2 separate regions of the Mus musculus genome follow, and region 1 is linked to region 2. A link is a contact called in public HiChIP or PLAC-seq data. All regions are on one chromosome and are shown on one strand. Each heading gives the region's core, a stretch centred on a gene start, on an enhancer-like site or on the middle of the called end of the contact. The rest is flanking DNA. Distances are from core to core; before and after follow the strand shown. Region 1 overlaps Csgalnact1 (chondroitin sulfate N-acetylgalactosaminyltransferase 1). Region 2 holds the start of Psd3 (pleckstrin and Sec7 domain containing 3).

Region 1 (5,885 bases), core at 2,182-4,681, 730 kb after region 2:
AAGCACTATATATAGTTCTTTGATTTCATCATCACTTGTCTTCTTGTGACTCCTTGTAGAAGTCTTATGGTAACCCTGTTCACTCTCACCTTGAAAGATTCCTTTTACATCTAAACTAAAGAAATACAGATTGTGAGAACAGGCAATCACTGGGAGGCCAGGATTCTGCCCTCTACAAACTATCTAATAAATAAGTGTTTGCAAAATACAGTAAAGGAGCTATGAGTTCAAAACAAGCCACAGAGACAGACATGCTCTGATGTTCTAGGCCCTATGGTCTTGAAGACCTAGTGTACAAAAAGAAGTATATTGACCCCTGTGTAGCATGTCTATGTGTCATGACCTTTCGGGAAGGTTATAGGGCTGGTCCAGGCACTAAGGTGGGAAGCAGAGTGAACCATGTATCTATGGTACCTCACATTGCATTCTTTAGCTAGCAATAGGTAGCTCTCTAGACCCAGTCTCCATGAACGAGAAACTGAACTCTCTGGGTCTCCTTGTCTGTACCTTGGTAAAATTGGGTATCCCTCTTGAATACTAACCTTATTCTTGGCCAGGACTCCATCTATCAATCTCTGTTTGCTTCTGTGTATTTTGACCTTGATTCCATCTTTATTCAAGTAACCACTTTAGACCAGAAATGAGTTTGGAGTTCTTGTCTGACAAGAACTTCCCATTTATCACTGGTGCAGAACTCCAAGGCACTAAACCCATGGGAATTTCTTCGTCAATGCAGCCTACCTTGCATACCAGTTAGAGATGGGTGAGTTCCAGAATGTAGAGCGATCCAAGGCATTGCCCACTGACTGTCCAAGACATGGGGTTGTTGCTGGGAGGCAGCTTGATACAAGCCTAAGATGATCCACCATAATCTCTGAATTTGCTAAGGCTTGTGGGTAGGAGAAATATTGGGTTCACAGAAAATTTGAGAAGAAAGTATAGAGATTTCCAATATATTACTTACACCAGTCAACATAGGCCCAACCTCCTCCATTACCGTCATCCCACACTAGAGTGCTGTGCTTTTGACAATTGATGAACACACTCTGACACATTTTAATCAACCGAACTGCCTACGTTATATTAAGATTTAGTCTCAGCATTGTACACGGGATGGGTGCTATGGTTTAGACTGTCACTCACAGATCTGTGAGTTAAAGGCTTTGGTCCCCAGAGAGGCATTGTTAGGAGATGATGCGTATCTGTTGGATGTGGGCCTCATGGATATTCTTTGGTTCTTGAAGTTCTTAAAGGGGTCATGAGGCCCTAGTATCTTCCTGGCTGATAGGGTAAATGGTTTTGCTCTGATTCATAAACTCCTTCCATGATATACTGTTCAGTGTTTCGTTATGAAAGAAAGATGACTAATACAGTGGGTTGTGATATCTCTCTCTCCCTCTCCATCTATCTATCTATCTATCTATCTATCTATCTATCTACCTATCTATCTATCTATCTATCTATCTATCTATCTATCTATCTATCATCTGTCTCCGTGTGTGTGTGTGTGTGTGTGTCTGTGTGTGTGTGTGTGTGTGTGTGTGTGTGTGTGTGTGTGTGTGTGTGTGTCTGTGTGTCTGTGTGTTTTACCTCATGGTTTCAGAGGTGTCAGTCCATCATGGTGGGAAAGGAATGGCCCCAGAGCAGCTCAGCTCCTGTTGGCAAGACAGTCAAGCAATGGAGTTGTCACATGGTGGTGCAACAGGAGCCAGGGATGACTGGAACCAGAGGCCAGATCATAACCTGCAAAGTCATAACCCCAGTGACTCACTTCCTCAGCTTCATCTCCTAGAGATTCTGCAGCCTCAACAGCACCCACCAGCTAGGAAGTGAGGACTCAAAGCACGAGCCTGTGTGGAACACCTCAGATTCAAGCCAGGGCACCCTAGGGAAAATTACGGAAACGTGAAGTTTCTACCAAAATAGGCGAGTTCTGCCCAAGATAACTAGACATTAGGAAGCAGGGAAGGTCTATAGATTTAAAATGCACTGTAAATGATTGAAATTTAAAGATCAGTCAACCTTTTTTTTTTCTAATAAAACATAAAATCATTAGAGCCAGGAGAAATGGTTCAGCAGTTAAGAGCACTTGCTGCTCCTACAGAGGGCCCAAATCCAGTTTCCAGAATGCTTCATGTGGATGAAGCAACTACAAGCACCTGAACCTCCAGCTCCAGAGGGATCCCATGCTGCTTCTGCCTCCCATGGCACCTGCACACACATGCACATGTTACATATGCACAAACACATACACACAGATAGACAGACAGGTAAATGTAACCATCCTTGTAATCAACACGGTCAGACCACTTCTGTAAACGTGATTAAAAACTTATTTTTTCAGGGTGGGAGGCTTTCCCTTTAGGCATGATTAGAATGCCCAGCACGGTGTTTTGATATGTTCATATATTGTGGGATGATTAAATCAAGATGGCCTTGTTTTCCTGGGTCATGAAAATAGCTCAATGCGTAAACACACTTCCTGTGCAAGGCTGGTGACCAAATCTGATCTCTCAAACCCATGTAAAAGTAGAAGAGAACTACTGCCACATGGGTGTGTGCGCATGCATATGCACCCACACAAACACATCATGAATGCAAACAATATTGTTTTATTTTAAGACAATTTTTGTTGCTGTATAATTTACCATATATCTGCCATATTTCTTATAAAAAATTTGCCACCTATTCTCTTAAGAATTTGCAAATACATTATGACACCAAATAGAAGGGAAATTGATGTGTACTTCCTTAAGACTCTAAAACTGTGTAGAGTCTCTATGTTGTAACACCTTGGCTTCGTTGTAATAAAAAGAATGGATGTTGCTTAAGAGCCCACACTTAGGTACCAGGCACTGGTTCTCAAATCTGCACGCCAGTGCTTCGCAGATTCATCACCTGGACGAGTGATTTAGCCATTCATTGCCTCAGTTTCCTCGATGGTAAAACTGAGCACCATCCATCCCACAAGGCGGCCCACAAGAATTCAAAGGTGGGTCTGTGGGAAATATTCATTATCCCTGGCAGCGGGAAGCCCTGGAATAATTTCTGGCTTATTTCAAAAGATCTCTCACTTTTTATAATCATAGTTCAGCTACTGGGAAACCATGAATACACACTCAGGTCAGCCCTAAAGTCAAGCAGTGAGTGAGATCCGAGGCTACAAACAGAGGCTTGTGCTGCTGCTGCTGCTGCTGCTGCTGCTGCTGCTGCTGCTATGGATGGAGTCATTAGAATGAAGTGTCTGACAAACTCAAAGATGTCCTCACACTTGCTGCTGGGAGCTAAAGACAGAGCTTCATCCTGTCTCAGGTTCTGTGGGTTTAGGTCTGACTTTTAATCTTATTTGCACAGGCTCATTCTAATCTAAGCACACACATACACACACACACCCCTCATTGATTTAGGAGCCACATGCTCGTTCCACAGTTCAGCCAACGATCTGTGCCTTAGTAGAATAAAGTACTATTCATTCACTTAAGGGGCACGTCACAGCTGCATAAAAAGGTGGCTTGTTAATTCATTTCTGGAGTGTTAATACTTTCTTAGAATTTTTACCAAAAGTTCTACAATGCTTGTAGGTGTGTATTTCAGCTCTATAAGAAGAAAAAAAAAAACCGACCCTTTCCTCACTCCTAGAGGACTTAACTTGCTCACCAGTAAGCATCCTGGAGATTCAAGGTGAGATGAAACGCAATGGAAGCAAACCACAGTCACCTTCAAGCAAGCAGACTGATTGCTAAAGAGCCATAAACTACAGAATATATTCCTAAAACAAAATCTCCAAAGAAAATGATAATTTTCTTTGAGCTGCTTCTCCATTGGTTTGGTTTGGTTTTAGCTGATAGACTTCCCAAAGGCAATGAATACAATGCTCTCTCATTTCCTCTCACAAGACATCCCATGGATATTTCCACAACAATATAAGCCAGTTAAATATGACTTGCTGTGTGTCCTTTGAAATCTACCACTGTGGCAGAGACAGCAGGTGACATCATGTGAAAAGCAAGGCCTTTAGCTATAATAAGCCAAGGAAGTTAGAGAACACAGAGCTCAGGGGGCTCTGGGCTCACTCTAGTCTGTAGTTATTCATTTGATTGCTTACTTCTTACATGACTGCATGAACATTTGAGGACAATGTTTTGGTTGGAATTGTTACCTTGTCCTTGTTCATTTCATTGCTGCTGAGTTCTCTTGGGGATAGAATTTAAGATTAACTTGGGGAAGCAACAAAAATCATAGGGAATGCTTCTGAGTTGAGCCGTCCAGACTCTGAAAGACCTGACTTATAAAATAGTGCACTTCTTGTCTCCTGGAGTGTTCAGGCACAGGCACCTGGGATGCTAAAGAGATTTCAAGTACCAAGGGGCTTAAGGGGTTAAAAATGCAGCTGCTCACAGAATTTGCACACCTGCATGCATCCAGTCAAGCTGCCAATAAAGAAACTGCTTACACTGGGTGACTGAATACATTCTGTTTGGTTAAACCTGTGTGTGCTAAGATCAGAATCATAATATTTAAGCAAGCATCTATTCTGGAATGGCCTTTTAAAAACATCATCTCAAAGAACAAAACAAGTAAACTGTCTAAGGTGAACTCACAGGCAGGAATAAGTAGGTCATGCGTTGAGCTGTGTGCTGTCTGTTCATGCATGCAAAGCCTGGGGTGTTCCCTAGTGAACCAAACAGTTAACCAAATCCCAGAGCTAGAACAAAGTGATCCCTAATGGTCCCTGAATGTCTTTCTAGAACCAAGTGTGCTTTAAAACTGTCCTGGTGTTTAACTACCTAGTAACGCTGATGTAATTCTCCAGTGTCTAGCCACTGAGAAATCTTGCAAACCAGACTGCAACTAGAACAGGCTGAGTTACTTCCTCAACCCTAAGCCATTGTGCACCAGGCAGATTGAAGCTAGTTTTTCTCCAGTCCTGCATTCCATGTGCCACCAGGACAGCTCATAAATGTCCAGAGAAAAGAAGCAAGGATGACTCGATGCATTGGGAATGGAGAACTAATCCTGGCAGAAATCCTACAGGATTAGATAGGTCTCCTCCAGAAGACAGTGGGGAAGGTCTCATGGGAGTGTGGTTAAGAGCCCTTAAAAAAAATAATGGGTGGCAGATTTAAGACATGACTCAGCAGTTAAAAACCCTGGCTGCTCTTCACAAGGACCTGGATTCAATTCCAAGCACACACTAGGTGGCTCACAATCATCTATAATTCCAGTTCCAGGTGATCCAATGCCCTCTTCTGGCCTCTTTCGGTATTGCATGTCTACAAAATGATGCGTATAGGAAATAAATTAAAATGCTGATCCAAGGAATAACTGAGTGGGCAGGCTGTACTGAAACCCCATTCTGGCATCTTAGTTAGGTCTAGTATTGGGGTTTTGATCAGCATGTTGTATAGACAGTACATAGAAAACAAGACTGTTTCTGGAAATACGTTATTCACCAGATGTTTTCTTGCAATCAATTCTAAGTTTTCAGAGTTAAAAGAATCAGGCAATGTAAGTGCACACCACATTCTGGATCTACTGGCTTGATTCAGTTCTCTCCTTTTTCTAAAATTAATGTGCTGAAACTGGTATGGTGTCAGGTATATTAGTGTAATGCTTAATTGTATTCCTCGAACTGTCTTTGATGGATGTTAACTAACAAGAAAAATCTGCACCCAAAAATGCTATTTTTAATTTCCTGTTATCTGCAGGAGGTGAAGAGTTCTTAACAGAATTCCTGCAACAAAATACATCCATTTAAAATCAATAAATGTCAGCTATGGTAAACTTCATTTATCAGCTGCCATAAAACACATTCCAGCCTCAGTGGCTGAATTCAGAAACCATCTCGAAGACAAGAGTACACAAACAAACTCTGACTTGCTAGT
Region 2 (5,344 bases), core at 1,898-4,397:
CACTTCCTGAGTTTAGAGCTCATTGTTAGTGTAGTGACTACACTTATCAAGAATTGCAACTGTGATCTTGACCCTCCCCTAAAAATATGAATATTACCATCTAGTTGTCCTTAAATAAATTAAATGGGAGTCTAAAAGATAGAAGTTGAGGAAAACTAAGGTTTTTCAGTATATAAAAACCAGTAAATTTTCCATAATTTCCCATTCAGGTTCTTGGCTACATTCCTTGTTAATAGAAAATACTCATGGGCACACTCAGTGAGCCTGCACTAAGAATTTATAATCTGTTTTCCGAGACTAACGCGAATCATCACGTTCTCAACCCTTTATAAACCACCGTAAACTTCTGCCCCTCCTTCTCACATGTGAGGTTTCAAACTGTAGTAATGTGTAAGGAAAACTACACCTTCTTGAATTACTTCAACAGTGGGAGTTTCACAGAAACCATCGAAAGGCAACCCACTCTGACTTGTGCTGAAGCAAGGATGGAAATGGAGTGCCGATTCTGACCACTCAGCCTGTAACTTTACTAATGAACAGCCGTGGCAAAGACGCCTCATTTACAAATAGAAAAATTAACCCTTGCAGAATTAAAGACCTCAACTGAGTTTTGTCTATAAGTAACTATAATTCTGAACTATGAAAAACAGTGACCAATAACCTCGCCAGAAACAGAGCAGAGCTTACATTCTCAAAGCAATGGAAAGGGGCTCATTAAAACAAAGCAGGGGATAATCTAATCCACTTACTAGACAATAGAAGATGTATTTGGTATGATAAAAATATCAGAAAGTGAGTGTAAATAATGCAGACCTGCCAAGCGAGTAATGTACTTCTTTAAACTTTGGGACGCACTCTCCACCCTGATAAAAGTCACATTTGGGAGAAGACTATGATATATACTGAATGATGCTCACTATTTTCTGGAGTCTGCTAGCTCTCTAAATGCATGCATATTCAAGGTTTTATGTGCTTCAAAGGCCGGAAAGACCTGCCAAGCATTATCCAAGCTTTTAGCATGTGCATACAAATGCAGAAGGTTCCATTAACTGGACATTCTCCCCCTGGTGATTAACAGTTACAGCTGTGCTTACCACAGTCTAAATCCCACAGGCTAATGATTCTGAACCCAATTGTTCTCATTCAGCCCCTCTCCCTACAGGAGCGACAGTAGTTTACCATGTCTGTCAATGTCGGCGGAAGCTTTAAAAACTACAGAGCAGCACACGAACAGCGTTCAGGTCAGAGGATGGGATAAGAAGCAAGCCATTAATTGTAGAGCAAAGTCTCTGCAACAGCACAGAGAGAAGAAAGCTTGCAGCAGGAGCCCATCTGAGAGCAACTACTTCTCATAATTGTAAGTCCCTGCAGATGTCTTCCTTTAGCCTTACCTCTTCTCTCTCCTCTATTTTATCCATTCTGTCCACTTTCTACACTTCCTCCTGTTTACACATCCACACCTCTAATATCCACTTTTAAGTTTCCTCTACACTGACTCTAGTTTATATTAAGGTTTTTTTAAAGAGAATAATGGTTCACACTGAACCCTTTGCAGCTCCACAATATCATTTGAGCAGCCATCTTTTGCTAAGGTTAACACACATGTGGTAATATTAGAATAAATTTTTCTTGCACATTTTTGTTAAATCATTTAACAGTGAAGAAATTTAAAGTGATGTTCAAAACACTGTATAGTTCTTTTAAAACTGTGAGTGCCAATTGCCAAGCAGCTAGAGTGATTGGCCGTGATAGCCAACGACAGCTGTGGGCAAGGCAGGGTGAGGTTAGAGAAGCAGCCTCACTGAGCTGGGGCTAAGCCTCAGCTGATCCACACTGGCACTCCCATCAGAGTCTAAAGTCAGGTTTCGTCCTGCAGACTGACACGAACAATTCCAAGCACATCAACATTGACCGGTCAACAGAACGTTGAAACTTGGTTTCTCTAGAGAGAGAAATAAATCTTAAAATACTATAAAATGTTTTTGACAGATAGGAAAGACACACTGAGAAATAAGAAGACAGTTGCTATAAACTTCCTGGAAAGGCTGTGATGACTTCAGCGTCAACTCCAATGAGAATATCCTGAAGTCACCCCCACCCCCTCCAGGCTACTTCAGTTCCTGGCTGTGCTTCGGACAAAAGCAGCTTGGGTTCTTTAAGAGAAACTCCTCCCCATCCCATCCAACACTAAACTAAGGAATAGCCTGTTTCCTTCTTTCTGCCTAAATCATGCAGCACAGAAAGGGTGCTTGTTTCTATAGGATGATAGAATGCCCTGTTCCTGGGAAACCTGCTTGGGGACGGGGAATGAAAGGAAGTAAAATTATAGGTAAGCATGATACTCTACTCTCCACTTACATTTTTTTTTAAAAATTAGAACATTCAGCATCAGACACTAAAACAAATATTAAAAGCTAAAGCCAAGTGAGGTACTGGGCAAAGGCGTTCAGAGGCCCCCGTTGCATCTTTCCGTTTTCTGGGCAATTAAAGAGTGCTTGGCAGGGATGCCCCAGAATGAATGCAGTCTGCTCTTTTCTATGGCAGGATTCAGCAGAACTTGGGCTAGCCCCCAGAAGTCTCCTACTGGGATGGCCGAAAGACAACACAAGCAGTCAATAATACAGACGGAAAATGTCACAGCAGCATTGCACAAGAGATAGATAATATATATTTGCCTGCATAGACCTACAAATAGAGGTTACTCACAGAGATTACTGTAGCTCCAGCAGTTACCCATTGATCATAGAAAATGCCCAGTTCATCAGTTTAACGCTTGAGAAAAGTTAACGAGAAAAGAAGCAAGCTAATGCAAAATGTGCTGTTCTAGTCAACTGGAAGCAAATTAGTTTCAAATTTCCTGGAGGCCCCTCTTGCCCTGCACTGCACACGGTGATGTAAATGGAAGCACTTTGAGCACTTGGAACCAGAGCTGAGCCGAGCCCAGGAACTGCCGCCTCAGCCCCTCACAAAGGCAGAGCAGCCCGCTCTCCTGCTGTGCTCAGCCTCGGTCGCTCTCTACCTTGGTAGCTTACCGAAGACAGCCACTGTGGGGCTTTTCTATAATTGTCAAAACTACTTCCAAGGAGATAACTGAGATGTCGGGAGTTAGCTTTAATGTAACCATTCCCCCAGTGCAGCAGCAGGAAGCCGGCAGAGGCTCTGAGAGGATCGTACCATCCTGGGTGACATCAGAGGTGGGGCTGTCATCCTAGTATTATGCAGCATTTTCTCTGATGCTGGAATGACACACATGAACCGAGATGGGCCGGTTCCCTTTAAAAGCATTTAATTCTCACGCTGTTCCGACGGAAGAGGCAAATGCAAAAACACTGCCCAAAAGCTGCTTCCATGTCAATCCAGAGCTGACAGTCTTTATCTCACTTGTAAGTGCTGCTGCCACACAGTCATTTTACTAATGATTACATTACTGTTCCTGTGACAAATTAATATTTCACAGTAATTGATAGTAATTGGAAACGTCCCATGAAAAGATTCAAAGATGTTGTGATCCAGTTTTAAAAGCAATGGGATAAACTTTCACATCACCTACAGTACTTTGGATGCATGCAATACTTTTCAAGCAATCTCAGTAAAAGCACTCCTTTTGTAAATAATAATATAAAATTAATACATAGTTAGTAACATAACACTGACTCTTGGACTTGATATAAATATTAAAAATAAATCTTGGGTGGAGAGTGTCCATTTGTGCTACAGCGCCTACCTAACCCTGAGTTTGATTCCCCAACACTGGAAAAAATAAAAAGTAAGTAACTCATCTTCAGTATCATTAATATTGCAATCAGCATGAGAAACACAGACACTTCAAAAAACTTTCCTATTTCATACACTCAGTAACCAGCAACCAAGAGCCAGAAAATGTGCTCACTTTAATTTATAAAAAATATTAATTTATAAATTTTATTTTAATTTATAAAAAATGAATGGCCACTTTTATAAATAATATAATTAGGTTAGAAAATGTGTAGTAATATGCTAGACACTGCACTAAGAAGTTTCATTTTGTGAATCCTTCTATCCCCCAGAAGTCTCTACAATAGCTACTATTATGAACCCATTTTATTGATGAGACTACTAAAATACAAAAGAGGTGTGAGTCTTGTCAGATCAGATGAGTAAAAGAGGCACCACTGGAAGGGACTCAAACTCAGACACTACGGCTCGAAAGCTCAGCCTCTGTACCACCAAGCTACACTTCCCACAAGTCTGCATGCCAAGAAAGAATTCTGAAAGAAATGTTCAGGGTTTGAAACTACAACAAACCAAGTAGGCCCATCTCTCAAGAAGACCAATTCATACGCAGGGGACAAAGATCAGATGGTGTATCTAGGGACAGCAGACTTGGTGACAGAAATGAAGCTGAGAAGTCCAGCTTGACAGCTGGCAGCTTGTCTTACTTGGGGAAAGGCTTAAAATCTCCCAGCTTTAGTTTATTAACCTCCAAGCTGTGGATGTTTAGCTTCTTGATTAGTAAACGCTGTGGTGAAGGCACAGGATCCGGACTTGTAATCTAGACTCCGTTACCTTCCAATTGTGTCACTTTAAGGTTATTTAACGTTTCTAGTCAGCTTCTTCATTCAAAACCACACAAATAATAATAGGGTTACACTAAGGATTAAATAAACTACAAATACAAATAAACCACTCAGATAGTAAATAATGATAAAAGCTCAAAAGTAATTATTGTAACTCTTATTATCAACAACTACCATTGCTTGGTGTAGAGACAGGGTCTCAAATACCCCAGGATGGCCATAACTGCTGATCTTCCTGCCTCAGTCTTCTGAATGCTGAGTTTATAGGCATATGCCACCAGCTTATTTTAAACTAAGCTGCCCGGTTCTTCTTTTTCCAAAACTCTAAGCAAAGCTGCTAGGATTGGGCAGAGGGATGAGTAGAAAGGAAGAGAGGACAATTTCTGTTGGCTTCATCCACATGTTAACCAATCCACAAATCACGGGTTTCCAAAAGATGCAATCTAATATTGATGGCAGCCTTCCGAGAGTCCTTACGATGGAAAGCATAGGACAGACACCCTTGGCTCTCTGCTTTCTTAAGCATGGGCTGCAGAAGAGGAGTCAGGAATGAAACAGCCTGAATGGTAAGCATTCCAAACAGCTGGGGAGACAAAATAAGAACCCTATACCCCACGAAGACTCTCACAACCCTAGTAACTTCTGTAATAAAGAGAAAAACCTCTTGAGTTCTTTCGCCTCAGTTTCAGTCACTGGTTACGTCCCAGTACCTTCCTTCTGTTAGAAATCTCCCAGGATCCATCTTTTCTGAAGCAACTACAGAACAGATGAAAATGTAGCTCTGAGAA

Evidence for each region. HiChIP or PLAC-seq counts read pairs in DNA pulled down with a chosen protein or histone mark.
Region 1: a contact with region 2 is called in an H3K27ac HiChIP or PLAC-seq map of oligodendrocyte precursor cells, with 9 times the contacts expected there. The contact joins the enhancer-like site here to the promoter of Psd3 in region 2. A contact is called at or near these places in 6 of 15 datasets of contacts at CTCF or cohesin (the NIH/3T3 cell line, embryonic stem cells, large pre-B cells and 2 more), 31 of 484 Hi-C or Micro-C datasets (the AtT-20 cell line, B cells, CD4 T cells and 10 more), 3 of 115 datasets of contacts at active chromatin or transcription factors (bone marrow-derived dendritic cells, embryonic stem cells and oligodendrocyte precursor cells) and 2 of 9 other capture datasets (embryonic stem cells and macrophages).

The regions. Positions count from the first base shown.
Region 1 is chr8:68,702,545-68,708,429 of GRCm38.p6, forward strand. All of the region lies in intron 1 of Csgalnact1 (chondroitin sulfate N-acetylgalactosaminyltransferase 1), which reads right to left. Among named protein-coding and RNA genes, the nearest start is that of Csgalnact1, 30 kb to the right of the region's middle. Within about 2 kb of position 3,432, at least 12 of the 459 cell types and tissues checked have an H3K27ac peak or open chromatin away from gene starts, as enhancers often do. A contact at or near this core is called in oligodendrocyte precursor cells, where this site is marked.
Region 2 is chr8:67,971,427-67,976,770 of GRCm38.p6, forward strand. It overlaps Psd3 (pleckstrin and Sec7 domain containing 3), which reads right to left and starts at 3,148. Exons shown (of 16, transcript NM_177698.4): 1 at 2,707-3,148. The coding sequence starts at 2,737. It overlaps Gm15991 (a long non-coding RNA gene), which reads left to right. Exons shown (of 7, transcript XR_003947558.1): 3 at 1,148-1,357.